3 separate regions of the Mus musculus genome follow, and all the other regions are linked to region 2. The links are chromatin contacts, called in public Hi-C maps. All regions are on one chromosome and are shown on one strand. Each heading gives the region's core, a stretch centred on a gene start, on an enhancer-like site or on the middle of the called end of the contact. The rest is flanking DNA. Distances are from core to core; before and after follow the strand shown.

Region 1 (4,284 bases), core at 1,460-3,959, 99 kb after region 2:
AGGCTTCATTTCTTAAACTTCAGACATCTTGAACAAAATTGGTCATGCTATCAAATGAGAGAGCCAGGAGCCAAGCCAAAGAAAACCTGCTGTGGGCCAAATCCGAGCTTTCCTACACGTAAGGGCAAGCCAGTCACCACTGCTCACCTTTGCACTGTCCTGTGGGCCTCTCTCACTGTCCTCACAAAGTCTCCTGCCGTCCCACCAAGCCAGCCAGCACCAATACACAGCCCAATAACATTCTTTGTATAGGACTTTCATGTGTCTGTCATGTTGGTCCAGTATCATGCCACATATGATCGTGGTCCCATCAAATTGCAATAGATCTGAAATTTTTCTGTCACACAGTGACACTGCAGCCACTATCCATTTGTGGTGGCTCATTGCTCATGAATTTATGACATCGCTGGTATGAACAAGCCTACCTTGCTGTCATTCCCAGAAAGGTACAGCGTATACAATTACATTCTTTGTGTGGTGTTTAATAATGATAGCAAACACTGTTGCTAGCTAATATTATTGCTACACTGTACTTCCATTGTTATTTTGGAGTATGTTCATGCTTATAAAAGTTTATTGTAAACCAGTGTGTCACGTTCATCCTGGCATAGCCTCATACTGCCATGTTTACCAACTCTCTTTTAGGAATGGCTGAATCTCATGTTTTCTGCACCATAATCTTTGGAGAAAAAAAAAAAGCCGCTATGCCTGTATGTGTGATGCATTGAGTGTGTGTGAGTGTGAGTGTGTGCGTGTGTGTGTGTGTGTGTGTGTGTGTGTGTGTGTGATATGTAGGATTTCTGTAAATTCATTCTATAATCTTTGCAGGATGAAAAGTCACCAAATGACAAGCCCCTTCCCAGAAGATAAAATTCACTATATGGAAAGTTCCTGAATCTTTGCATTGGTTGTATTAAGTGTCTACAAGTCTCTTCACCCATCAGATGACACTGTAGCCTACTATATTAGACTTTGCACTACAGTGACAAACAGCCTCACTGATGAAAGGTTTGCTTTAGCTCATGGTTTCACAGGTTTCCAGACACAGTACCAAGTTGTATCTACAACAGAAAAAACTCCTCATGACTGTGAGCAGGGTGATCTGAGCAAGTATTAGATAACTCTTACATATCTAGGCTATCAACTCTCTATCTTTCTATCCCTTACAGAATGGGACAAACTTGGAGAAGTGATTGGCTCCTTGTCTAATTGCTGACTACATTTAATATGACCCTCAGATGCCTACAGCAGCATCTTAGCCTTCCTTTTCTTGCTTATTTATAGGTGCTGATGTCAATATACTTGATCTCAAATGCCCTTTTTTGCAGACTCCCATGTATGTCTCAGTCTCCCATTATTCACCTTTCTGTCTTGACTGGAACATCTACCCCTAATCAGTTCTACTAATCCTCACTGACTCTTCAAACCACGTGCCAAGATGATCTGTTTCTTGAGCTCTCGTTCTTTTGAGTTACAACCATGGCCCACACAACAGTGTGCTAATCCTCTTTATCCATACTATGTCCCATCGATGTGAATATTTTACAAGGCTATTTTTCTGCCTCATATTCATGGTCATCTGTGTATATCTAGATAACAAATCTCATAGGGACTTAATTATTTGTGTGTGTTTGATGGGCATATCTCGCAGAGCATAATAATGAATGATAATATGCCAAAAATAACAAAGTGAATAAGACTGAAGGAGACATTTTATGTTTTATTTTGTAATTTTATTTAAAGGGGATTAACACATTGTCTGGACTCTAGAAAGACTTCTGTGACTACAGAGAATCTATATTACCGTTGTTAAACAGAGAATATACATTACCATTACAGAGAATAGACATTGCCATTGTTAAACACAAGCTGACCTAAAGCATAGATAGAAATTCAAGAAGGAAACACAATGGGGACCATTATACAATCTTATTGACATCAGTAACCAAGATGCCCTGCACCTTTGTCCTTTCTTAACATTGACTATGACTGCATTTAAAATGATAAGGAAATTTACTTGAACTTCAGAGTATTCAAATCAGGCAACAAAGTTTCAGAGTCCGGATTCTAGAGAGACAGATGCTGGGGAGACAGCAGGGTATACTCAGACTAGGACAGAGGAAAGCCTTAGCAGCGAGATCAGGGTGACTTGTTCCATCCTCTGCACTCAGGACTTACCAACAGATCGGTACTGGTAGCACTTGCTCAGGGGCCAGACATCCCAAGCTAGCAGCAGCACTTCTTGCATCCACACTTCTGCTGGCAGCAGCACTTCTGCTGGCAACAGCCCTTCCCACAGCCACAGCCGCAGCCGCAGCCACAGGAGCCACAGCCACAGGAGCGGCAGCAGCTGCGGCGGCAGCAGCAGACTACCGTAGGCTTGCAGCAGCCACAGCAACCACAGCAGCCACCACAGCAGCCACAGCCACCACAGCCACCACAGCCACAGCCACCACAGCCACAGCCACAGCCGCCACAGCCACCGCAGCCGCCACAGCCACCGCAGCCACAGCCACCGCAGCCACAGCCACCGCAGCCACAGCCACCGCAGCCACAGCCACCGCAGCCACAGCCGCCACAGCCACAGCCGCCACAACCACAGCCGCCGCAGCCGCCACAGCCTCCACAGCCACAGCAACCCATGGTGTCAGTAAAGAGGATTCAGGTGCAGTGAGGGGAGAGACTCAGGAGAGGAGAGAACAGTGTGATGCCCTCTTTCTGCTGGGAACCCCCTTTTATACTGCTCCCCCTTTATTTTTAGCCTAGTTTCCATGGAGAATTTTCCAAGACTTTGTTTACTTCCTTCTTGAGTCAGTGTGTCACAATAGCAGTGCTATTTTTAGCATTACTATCTTGGAAACCCTTGGAGTATTCATTTGGGAGTGAAAAAGTATGGTGCCTATCTAATCCAAGAGCAGGAATACGATTCATAAAATGCAGAGGAAAAGCAGTTGTAGCATTCCCAAGTGAATTCTGCATCTAAGGAGACATTTATGAGTGTCTTCTGCATGAGGCTGGATCCTCCAGGTTCTGGGCAGTCAAACAGTTGTGTAGGAACAGCCCTCCTAGCCCCTGGTTGACGAGACGCATATCAAGCGAATGGATTTTAATGCTTTCATTCTCCTTCTTTTCCCACTGGATTAATAAAGAGATCCCAATTGGAAGCCCTGGAACATGGGGATCCCAGAGTAGATACGGCCCTGAAAAGCCAGATCATCCATCTGTGACCTGAGCCTGCATGTAAGTTCAGTAGAGACAGTGGTGTGGTGTGTGTAGCGCATGCACAGCACATGTACAGCACATGCATAGCACATGCACACCACATGCATACCACATGCACACCACATGAACAACACATGCACGGATCTCTGCTGTGGCTTATTGGTGGTATCTAAATTAGCCAAATTGCCCTACTGTGAAGACAACTGAGCAAGTATGTAGCCTCATCCACTGCACATGACTGCGGCAGGTGCTTGGGACCAGAAGTGGAAACCTGGCAGGCTGAGTTAGCTGGACATTTCCAGTCACCATTTCATTTTAAGGGAGTTTTGGGATTTCAAAAATAATCATACAACAGATCAACGAAAGACAGGAGCTTCGCCCTTGCTGCTGTTTAGGCCAGGCTGCCACAGAATTGTATTGTTAACATTAGACAGCACATAATTATTTTACTACAACTTTAAAGGTTTTTCTAGTGAATTAAGAATCCCAGGGAACCATGAAGAGAACATCTGTGCTTTAAAGTGAGATTGCTCATTTTAGGGCTGCCTGCCATGTCCCTTTTGATGCCAGTTTGTACCATGAATTCTTCTGAGAACATTTTCATAAAGGGGCATGTTCCCAAAAAGAGTTCCCAAAGATGGATAATTGTCTGACCTGCAATGACTAAGACATAGAGATAGACACACAGTACTTTTATCTGACCTAGGTTTGATATTCATAGCTGTAAAAGACTATATCTGCAAGAGAGTGTTACAAAATATTCTCAGCATTTATTTAATTTTAAAGGTACCCATTAAGTACTTACAACATGCCAGGCCTTATTGAAAGTACTAGCTGATAGAAAGCTGCCAGATTCGTGCCAGGATCTAAATATAGGATTGAAGAGGTAAGTAAAAGTTAGAGCTAACTATGAGTTAGGATGTCAACAAGGAAGGATGCCAGAGGCCTCGTGAATTCTTTCACGTGGAAGTTTAGAAAAACAAGAATAAACTTAACGTGCCAAGGACTTGGTATATAAGGAACGCCACTTCCGAGGAGGAGCATCACGTCTCCCTCTCCTCT
Region 2 (4,912 bases), core at 592-3,091:
CTATACAGGAAGTCAGTAAGAGATGTGGAAAAGGTAGGTTTCTCTGGGTCAGTTACATTGGCTGAAACAAAGTAAAGAGAAGCTAGGCATTGTGAGGTTTAGGGGAAGCTCTGTCCAGAAGGGAGACAGTGCATGACAGGCCTTCTTGTAAGTTTTAGAAAAATAGGTCAGAGACCTAAACTATAGAGATGGCAGAGAGTAAAGTTCTAGAAGTCGACAGAGCAGCCTGGGCCATTTCTTTCAGACTGTAGATCTTATTCTAAGCCTAACAGGAGCATACTAGGCGATTGTTGGAGGTGTTGGGTTCAGATTCTACTGGCAAACGGTAGATGAGACTCAAAGCCAAGAAAGCACTTGAGCAGACCCTGAAGTTTCCCAACAAGAGACGGACTGGGCTGGAGTGTGTCAGCAAACGGAAAGGATGCTGAGTCGAACTGGGAGGGGAAAGAGGGCTGAACCGAGAGATTCACCAAATGTTTTGGAAGTAGAGCTGATATAATTTATTGATAGATGGAAAAGACTGAGCAGAGAGGAGCAGTAAGTGGTGTCAGGGCGAGTAAAGGATTGTCTGTGTAGCTTCTGAAGAAAATAAATACAAAATGCTGAACCTATGACCTGCTGACAGGGGACAAAGCACAAAAGGAACAAAATCAGGATGGCCTCAAAGAAAGAAATAACAGCCTTGACTATTAGACATTTTGGCTAAAAAATGTTGGCTGCTTTGCTGAGGCAAACGAGACACGTGCCCTGAGATTCCTCAAGTTCACACCCTTAAAACTGTCATGCTGAAACCAGGACAAAGTGAATTCACTTACTCTACTCTGAAATCTCTGCAGTTTCTTTACCCAAATGTTTCATTGAGCCGTTGTAGTCAGCCGTTACCCTGAGCCAAGTTTTAAGGGCTTTGTTGTCAATTACATTTATTCATTTATGTTATGTGTATGTGCACACGCACACATGAGAGCCACAGAACATGTGTGCAGAGGTCAGAAAATAACTTTCCTCACTGCGGCCCTCCCCACCCCACCCCTGACCCTTTTATTTTTAATTTGAGTTTCGAGAAGCTGAGAGTTCTCCTCCTATTTTGTCCTCAACAAGTTGTATTTCAGTTATTCTCTCATGGTGAGCAAACCCCACCCCCCTCCCCAACACATAACTTATGACCACCAGAAAAGCATACCCTACTCTAAAACAGCAGCATTTCGTGGGCTTATTCACAATCACCACGTTGGAATCAAGGATTCTGGCCTTCTTTAAAGGCACATGGCGAGGCGCACAAAGCAGGTTACCTTGGACGTTCATATCATAAACTGATTTCCTACTGCAGCAAACTGGAGAGTGTGACAAAGGTGGCGCGCTCAGTGGAGTATGAGTTTTTCTTTTCATGTGTCCTTCGCTTTAACTTGATCATTAAGACTTTAAAATAACAGTAGATTCATCTCTGTTGTTCCAGAAAACACTGTCCCAGGGTGTCACTGTTCACTACCCCTCGGCCCCTCCCTCCTCAGACTCATAATTTACTAGAAAGCATTTAAAAGTTTAAAGACTTTCTCAAAGAGTCACATAAAGGACTTTAAGGAACAGTGGTCGGCAGCGTATGAAAAGGTGGGTGACCCAGACTGGGGAGCTCTAACTACCTGTCCCAATTGGTCACTGAGACCCGGCTACTCAGAGCCCTTCCTCGAGTCCCCGCCCCCTCCTTCGTCCCAGACCATCCCAGAAAGGGAAGCCAGGGCCCACTCGTGGGAACCCCGTACCTGGTGGGTAATAGCGAAGCAAGAGGCTCTTAAGCTTCATTTTCCTACTTTCCTACCCTGAGGGGCTTCGTAGCCATGGAAACTAACAAACAGCAGTAGGACGCTAAGGCGCGTGCGCAAGTTTTTCTGGGCGGGTACAGGGGAGCCCAGCGGCAGCCCAGAGCTGGGTAAACTCAGCTTGCCGCTCAGCCATAGCTTGCTGTAGCAAGCTATCTGAGGAGCAGCCAGTGTGTCCCAGTTTTGACATTGGTCCACCACATAGAAAAGAGTTAATTCTTTAACTGTTTAAATTTTCTCCAAATCGACTGATTATCTTAGCTTCTTTTAGAGTGTGATAAAAAGAGTAGTTGTGGAAAATAAAATGTTCATACAGTTTTCAATAAAGAGCAAATACAATTATGCAATTTTTTTAAATATCCCAGAAATTTATTTGATGTTCGCTTGAATACATTTTATATAGAAAGATTGTGATTGATTGTTTGTGTTTGGAGCCTCTGGTAAATCTCTGAACCATAAGGGTGCCATTCCAGAGACATGAGCAATGGAAACTGTAAGCCCAATATTAGGACTGCTGTTGAAGATTTGTCTCTGGTCAAATCAAGCCACTCCCTTAGAAAAATACTTGAGGTGTTAGAGCCACTATGTGAAAACAGCTGACATGAAGGAGGGCATTTAGATTCTGGCTTGTTGAATACTTAAATACTTGGAAATAAAAATATTCAGCTTTCAAGTTTCCAATACTGGAAAACTTTCAAGTCTAGGGTTTGCAGCCAGGAAGGGCTGCCTCGTACTCTGTAAATTGGACTGTTTTCCAAAATGTCATCTTCAGCTTTGGCTTCCATTTCTTCTGCATCGTCATCTCCATCCACTTCTGCATCTTCTCTTTCAAGCCGTTCCAGCTGCCTTGCACGTTCAGTCTCATCTGTATCTGTGACCACTTTGGGCTCCATCTGAACACTGAACACTTCCCTCTTTTTTTAATTAGATATTTTCTTTATTTACATTTCAAATGCTATTCTGAAAGTTCCTTATACCTTCCCCGCTCCCTGTTCCCCTACCCACCCACTCCCACTTCTTGGCCCTGGCATTCCCCTGTACTGGGGCATATAAAGTTTGCAAGACCAAGGGGCCTCTCTTCTTAATGATGGCCGACTAGGCCAACTTCTGCTACTATGCAGCTAGAGACACGAGCTCTGGGGGTACTAGTTAGTTCATATTGTTGTTCCACCTATAGGGTTGCAGACCCCTTCATCTCCTTGGGTACTTTCTCTAGCTCCTTCTTTGGAAGCCCTGTGTTCTATCCTATAAATGACTGTGAGCATCCACTTCTGTATTTGCCAGGCACTGGCATAGCCTCACTCGAGACAGCTATATCAGGGTCCTTTCTGCAAAATCTTGCTGGCATATGCAATAGTGTCTGGGTTTGGTGGCTGATTATGGGATGGATCCCTGGGTAGGGTAGTCTCTGGATGGTCCATCCTTTCATCTTAGCTCCAAACTTTGTCACTGTAACTCCTTCCATGGGTGTTTTGTTCCCTATTCTAAGGAGGAATGAAGTATCCACACTCTGGTCTTCGCTCTTCTTGAGTTTCTTGTGAACACTCCCCTCTTCTCCTCAATCTTCTCTTTGATGACTGCCATAGCCTGATTGAGGACAGAGAGACTATGTCATCCCCAGTGTCCTTCTTTTCATCACATACCTGGGCAGAACTATTAGATTAATCTTGATGGGCATGGTTTCTGTAGAACAATTCAAACCTGCCCTCAGGGCTTCTTTTACAGCATCATTGCCTTCATAACTATAGCAAGTTACTTCAGTATCTGCTGTCATAGTCCACAAGAGAGGATACAATTCAGAAAGTCCTGCCCACAATGCATTATTTGACCCAATCCAAAAGGCAGCACTGCCCCCACCCCATTCTCTCTGGGTCAGCTTTCCGTTACTATAATAAAATACCTGAAAGGAATCAACTTAAATGATGAAGGGCTTATTTTGGATTATGGCTTTTGAGGTTTGAGTCTATGGTTGACTCGGTCACTTTGGGGGTCTATCCTTGAAACATCACAGCATGTTCTACAGGAGGCTATCCACCTCATTGTGGCCAGGAAGCAAACAGAGGGAGGGGACGGGAAAATTAAGGGAACCCCTAAATGTTCTCCTTCTTCCAAGTAGGCCCCAATTCCTTTAGCTGCTACTAATTCCCAATAGACAATTAAGCTGTGACTCCCTTAATGGTCAATCTATTGATGAAGTTAGAGTCACCCAGTCACCTCCAAAAGACCCTGTTTCTGAACACCACTACATTTGGGGCCCAAGCCCTCAATACATACCTCTTCAAACCCAAACTAAACATACCCTTCAAGTTGAATCCCAATTTCTTCAGGGCCAAGACCTCCCAAGAAGTCAACAGGCCTTTACCTTGGTCTCTGTATGAGAACAATTATTCAGAAATGGCACACTGAGTTCTATTCAGTTTCCAAAACCATAGTAGTCCTTCCAAGGACCTCTTATATTAGGGACATTAGGGTCCTAATTCAACAAACCAGAACCCTTGACAAATGTCCAATCTAAGTTCTCATATGCCATTTTCCTAGAAAACTATTGTCTTCTAGTTGTGTACAAACAGGTCATTAAATAAAAAGCAGGTAGAGTGTCAAATGGACTCAGATCTCTCTTGGCAGTGGCTCAAATTGAGGTTAAAGTTGACTTACTGCTTACTCATTACCAGAAGCCACAGGACCAGTCTCTCAACCAGTGTGCAAGTATGCAGAGTTCTTTCACCTCCAGTGTGTTGAGCTATGAGTCACACACACACACACACACACACACACACACACACACACACACGTGCACACACTGCCCAGATGATGGTCTGCATCACAGTCTGTGGCTTAGTGTGGCTTTCTCACAGGGTGACATTACCACCCTTCATGGATGGAACCCTCAGTGGTTTTGTGCAATTCCTCAATAGATGAGCAATCGGCATTGGCAAGGACTTCTACAGAATGTAGTGTCTGACTCTAGGTCTGTCCCCTGCAGTGGGCTGACTATCTGTTCCACTCTCTCCAAATATCCTATGTTCAAATTCTTACCCAAAAGGGATAGTATAGGAAATGGGGCTTGGGGAACTACTTAGTTCCTGAGGGTAAGGCTG
Region 3 (4,877 bases), core at 483-2,982, 68 kb after region 2:
CCTGTTGCAGCGTTGTTCTTCCTGGCAAGTCGAGCACGCGCAAGATTTCCCCCTTCTTTCCCTCTCCCCCTTCCCTCCTCCCCTCATCCCCCTCCCTCCTTTACCACTCCTCTACCCTTCCCCCTTCTCTTTCAATCCTTTCCCCTTCCTATCTCCTACCTCTCCCTTCCCCTCCTCCCTCTTGGCTTCTGGGAGATTATCCCCTCTTGGCATTATCCGCTCTGTAGGGTAACCCAAATTAAACTCTTTCACATGAGTTTATGAGGTAATAAGTTTCCACTTGGCTTTTTCAAATATCCTTAGTGTTGGCTATATCTCCTCCCTCCTGCTGGAAAGAATTCATTAAAGAATGAAGATTGGAGGTAGAGACTGGATGTGGGGCCTCTGGATATTAGCAAAGAGACAACCAAGGAAGGCTGACAGGGGTTCAAGAGGAGGCACCTGCTGCCGAGCCTGAGGAAAGGGGGAGTCCAACACTGACCACCACAGATGAACACCAAATAAGTGCAATTTTCAATCTTTTTTAAAAAAAGAAAAACTAAAGAACCTAATTTTTCATAAATCTTAACCATGCAAAACTAAGTAAGAAATTGATCCACTGCTTCCTTTCTTGGAACCAGGCTTTAAAAATACTTATAACTGTATCCATAGACAAACAGTACTCCCAGCCTTAATGTGAGAAGGTTCTCTTGGCTCCAATGATGATGAAAACAGAGATACTCAACACTCAAAATGTTGAGAAAAAGTAACAGTTTAGGGCTCAGCTCTAAACATGGCATTTCTATCACCCCCGCTAAGGCTCTGCAAACATATCATGGAAGAAGGGGCAGAGAGAAGGTACAATCAATCAGTCGACTCAGAAGACGAAGAGAAAGGCAAAGAAATGTGGACTTCTGGGCAGAAGAAAAACCAAAAGGACGGCTGAGGGGTATGGAAGATTGGTGCTTGCCTTGCCTTCATTAATTCCCAGTATAAATAAAGGGGAGGGGGGAGAGAGGGAGAGAGGAAAGGGGAGGGGAAGGGATGACATTAGGAGGAGAAGAGGAGGGGGAGGAAAAATAAAAGAAACTATGGTTCTAAATTGTGTATTTTATACATTCTATTAAAGAAGACAAGTGAGAGGATTACCCAGCTCTGTTGGACTCCCACACTAATGAATACACTGAGAAAAATAGAAATTTAAGAATTATCTCTCTATCCTTATTAAGTCTATTAAAAATAGTATGGTGTGGTATGAGAATCATACACATGATACTGTACCAGAAGATAAGATGGATTTGTTCAGCTCCTCACTTCCCCCCGCCCCAATCACTGTTATCTCAAAACTTGTCTTGACATAGGTAAGAGCTGTCCTTGAGTAAGAGGAAAATGCACATTCTGGAAATGGGAGGAGTAGAATGTTACTTAATTAATAAATTAATTAATTGAAAACATTTTTACCTGATACGTATGCAAACATCTTGGAAGCTCCTAAATGTGTTAAGATACATCTGGGAACCTATGCTCATTTCTTTTACAAAGTGGCTTTAAAAATAAAATAATAAAATAAATCCACACCCCCTCTTCTTGCTTGACATTCCATTTGCAATCCTCCTACACTCTGCGTGATACCATCCTACAAAAGTTTCCCCAGCACGTGTGCCATTTGGCCAGAGGGTCAAAGGATACCAGTACCTCCCTCTTTCACATCAGCCCTTGCAGCTGTGACTTAGGATCTTGGTCCTGCCTTCCTTGTGACCTAGTTATCATTTCCTGCATACCAAGAAGAGACTTGACTTTTTCAGAGTAGAAAGTAGCCTGTCAGCATCTTGTCTCAACAAATACTCCAGCTCTTGAATGTCTTCCAGTTCCCAGGAGTGAGTAACAGCATCCTGGCGTGACTGTACTTGAGCCATCCGATTCTCTCCTCCAAGCCACAAAACTAAATTCACACAGGGGTTTGAAGTAAGCACATACAAACCACAGGCTCACCAGGGTGTGATCAAAAAGGAGCGTGAGGAGTTGAGAAGAGTGGGAAGACAATGCCTGGGAAACTTACTGCAAAGGCACCTTAGCCTTGGGCAAAATGCACAGCCAGGAGCAGAAGTAAAAGCTTTGCTCCTCTTCCTGAGATTCTCTTGGAGCCAGGCTTTCCAGTCATCCATTGTGTCTGGAGGCACCTAGAGTAGACAAGATTTCCAAGAACACCTAGATTCTTGGGAGCCCTGGGAGAGTTAGAGTATCCTCACCTGTTAACGGTCTGTTATCAGCTGCAGTTCAGCTCTTCCAAGAACTGTTTAGAAGCCTGTGGTCTCTCACCCCCTGAGCCTTAGAGCACTCCCAACTTAAAGGTCTTTCTCAAGTGTTTCTTCCCTCATTCCTAGAACAACCAGACCATTGTCTTTCTTAGCTGTTGTGTTGTCTTTATCGCTTGGGATGTAGTTAGAAGCCTGCTTTTCCAGGCAGTGAGATGAAACAAGATTTGGGTCTTTACTGTGAACAGGGTCTTTGTTTCTCACAGCACATAGTCACCCTCACCATAACATCCATATCTATTTAGCACCTCAAATGGAGTTTGCTGAGGTTCACAAAAGTCTCCACCATGATCTAAATATATTGGCTTACTCCTGCCTTATTTCCTATACCGGTTAATCACTGGTTCTTTCTCATGCTTTACCTCCAGCTTAGCTTTTTCTCACCAACCTCAGCAGTCTGGTCTCAAGTTTCAGAATTCACTGTCTGCACTGAACTTTCTCACCCCAGTCACAGAATCAGAGAATAATAGGATAGCAACATGACACAGGAACCTGTCTCCAAAGATGTTGGCATATCATGCCAGGTCATCTTCCCAAGGGGGTTATTTTTCATTTTAATTAAATCACCTTTTAAAAAAAGTTTTACATTTATTTATTTAAGTGCATACCACAACATACACACTTGGGATCAGACTACGACTTCCCTTCTACCGTGTGGGTCCTGGGCATTGATCTCAGGTCATCAGGACTGGCAGCAAGCACCTTTAGCTGTAATCTCATCAGCCTCTAATTCATTTTTTAAATGTCCACCAATGATGTAAGCCATTAGAGATTTTTCAGTGTATTATTTCTGGGTCACTGTCATCCGGAGGCTTTGACAGAACCAACCTCTGAAAGGAATTATTTGTTTTGTCTTGTGGTGCCTGAGGGTTCAGATCCTGATGGAGTGGCAATTAGGGTACTACAGATCGATTCACAGTGTAGGAGCCTGTGGTAGGGATTGTTCAGATTACTGACAATACACAATAGGGCAGAGAGAGCCCTCCACCAACCAGGAGCTGAGCATAATCTTCCAAGGCCTCCCTCTACAGACATACTTCCACCAGCTCGGTGCCATACCTACACCATTCCATACCATCCCACACCATCCCAAAGCCTTACACCATCCCATAACACCCCCAGCTAGGGGAAAAGCATTAAGTAAATAAATACATATAAAAGTCTGTGAGAAACATTTCTGATTTGAAAGTTATCAAACTAGGTTAAATACTCATATAAGAAAATACTAGGACATGATTTTTAAACATTTTATTTGACTTGAGGTATTTTACTAAGGGGTGTGGCCCAGCATTCATGCTGCTGTGATTGGCTCTCAGAAGACCCGTTTCTCCACAAGCTTCACTCTCTATTTGTCCATGAACTTGGTTCTCTCCTGGAGTTTCATCGAGTTTTGCTTCTGGAAGCTCTTAAACCAGTCTCAGAGGATATTGCCTTGGGGCAGGCAAAGCGGGACAGAGCTATAAGGTCAGCTCAGGCCATGCAGAGCTCAGGTCTAGGGAGGAGGCAGGGCAGGATGTGAACAGAAGCCCAGCAAGGTCCTTTAGGTGCTTTGGGAAGATTTTGCTATGATATTGTTATGCCCATGGAACGGGGTTGGGAGAGAGGAACCGCAGAAAGGGCCAGGCTGAATGAAAGGCCCTCTGAGCATCATAGGCTCATTTAAGCACCTTGGTGACCTCATCCCGAATGGTTTAGGCCAAGGGCGGCCATAGGGTCTCCTATAGTCCCCGGGAACAAGGTAAACATCCTCACCAAGCAATGTTCACTCTTAACCAAAACTTTGGTCAGGTCTTTTCTATGGATGCTGTTTTTTCTTAATAGTGCATACTAACTGTACAATGTGCTGAGTTTCAGTGGAACATTGCTGTATATCCATGCACAGTACTTGATCTACCCACCTAATACACACACAGACTCAGACACACACAGATGACACAGACACACAGACACACGCACGCCCTTCCATGTTCTTGATCCCGTTCTCCCTCTCCATGCCCCCTTCCTCTTTTCTCTTTCCACTCTAGAGGGATATTTTTTGACTTAAGCAAAATATTTTCCCTTAAGCAAGACCATGTTGCAGGAGCTAGATCTGAAGAACTTAGAGAAGTCACAGTTGGTGGGGTTTTATAGGGAGGATGAGATAAAGAGATTTTACACAGTAGTAACTGGATTTAGAAATTTAGAGAAATGAAAAAAAAAAACATATTGGGTAAAAGTTAGGCAGCATAGAGAGGGAAGAGACTCATGAATGTTACTCCTAGCTCAGAGGCTATAGAAAGTTAATGGCTCCTGGGATGAGGACAGTCAGTTTTCTTCGGTGATATGGTGGTGATATGATCTGAAGGTAATAGGGGGCTTATGTTCTCATGAATGCTCCTATACCCATGTGCACATTGACAGCACTAACTGAATTCAGTGAGAACAAATAAATAAATAAATAAATAAATAAATAAATAAGAAGGAAAGGCAGACATAAAGTTGGAAGGACATTAAAAAGTGGCTATCAAGAATGAAGTGGGAAACAGAATGGGGAATATGATCTAAGCACAATATATGCACATATGAAATTACTGAAGGATAAAC

What was found. A called contact is a pair of places that touch in the nucleus more often than the background predicts.
Region 1: a contact with region 2 is called in a Hi-C map of the AML12 cell line, with 3 times the contacts expected there. The contact joins the promoter of Krtap28-13 here to the promoter of Daw1 in region 2. A contact is called at or near these places in 7 of 39 promoter capture datasets (the 3T3-L1 cell line, 3T3-L1-derived adipocytes, liver and 2 more), 18 of 484 Hi-C or Micro-C datasets (the AML12 cell line, beige adipocytes, cerebellar granule neurons and 11 more) and 2 of 9 other capture datasets (adipose tissue and liver).
Region 3: a contact with region 2 is called in a Hi-C map of adipose-derived mesenchymal stem cells, with 1.9 times the contacts expected there. The contact joins the enhancer-like site here to the promoter of Daw1 in region 2. A contact is called at or near these places in 1 of 39 promoter capture datasets (stem cell-derived epiblast-like cells), 5 of 484 Hi-C or Micro-C datasets (the HL-1 cell line, adipose-derived mesenchymal stem cells, embryonic stem cells and 2 more) and 2 of 115 datasets of contacts at active chromatin or transcription factors (intestinal crypt epithelium and intestinal villus epithelium).

What each region holds. Positions count from the first base shown.
Region 1 is chr1:83,059,355-83,063,638 of GRCm38.p6, reverse strand. Krtap28-13 (keratin associated protein 28-13) reads right to left here and starts at 2,709. Exons shown (of 1, transcript NM_027778.2): 1 at 1,718-2,709. The coding sequence starts at 2,643. The coding sequence ends at 2,227.
Region 2 is chr1:83,156,684-83,161,595 of GRCm38.p6, reverse strand. It overlaps Daw1 (dynein assembly factor with WDR repeat domains 1), which reads right to left and starts at 1,841. Exons shown (of 13, transcript NM_001372244.1): 1 at 1,758-1,841. The coding sequence starts at 1,797.
Region 3 is chr1:83,088,481-83,093,357 of GRCm38.p6, reverse strand. No RefSeq gene overlaps it. Among named protein-coding and RNA genes, the nearest start is that of Ccl20, 26 kb to the left of the region's middle. Within about 2 kb of position 1,732, at least 21 of the 459 cell types and tissues checked have an H3K27ac peak or open chromatin away from gene starts, as enhancers often do. A contact at or near this core is called in adipose-derived mesenchymal stem cells, where this site is marked.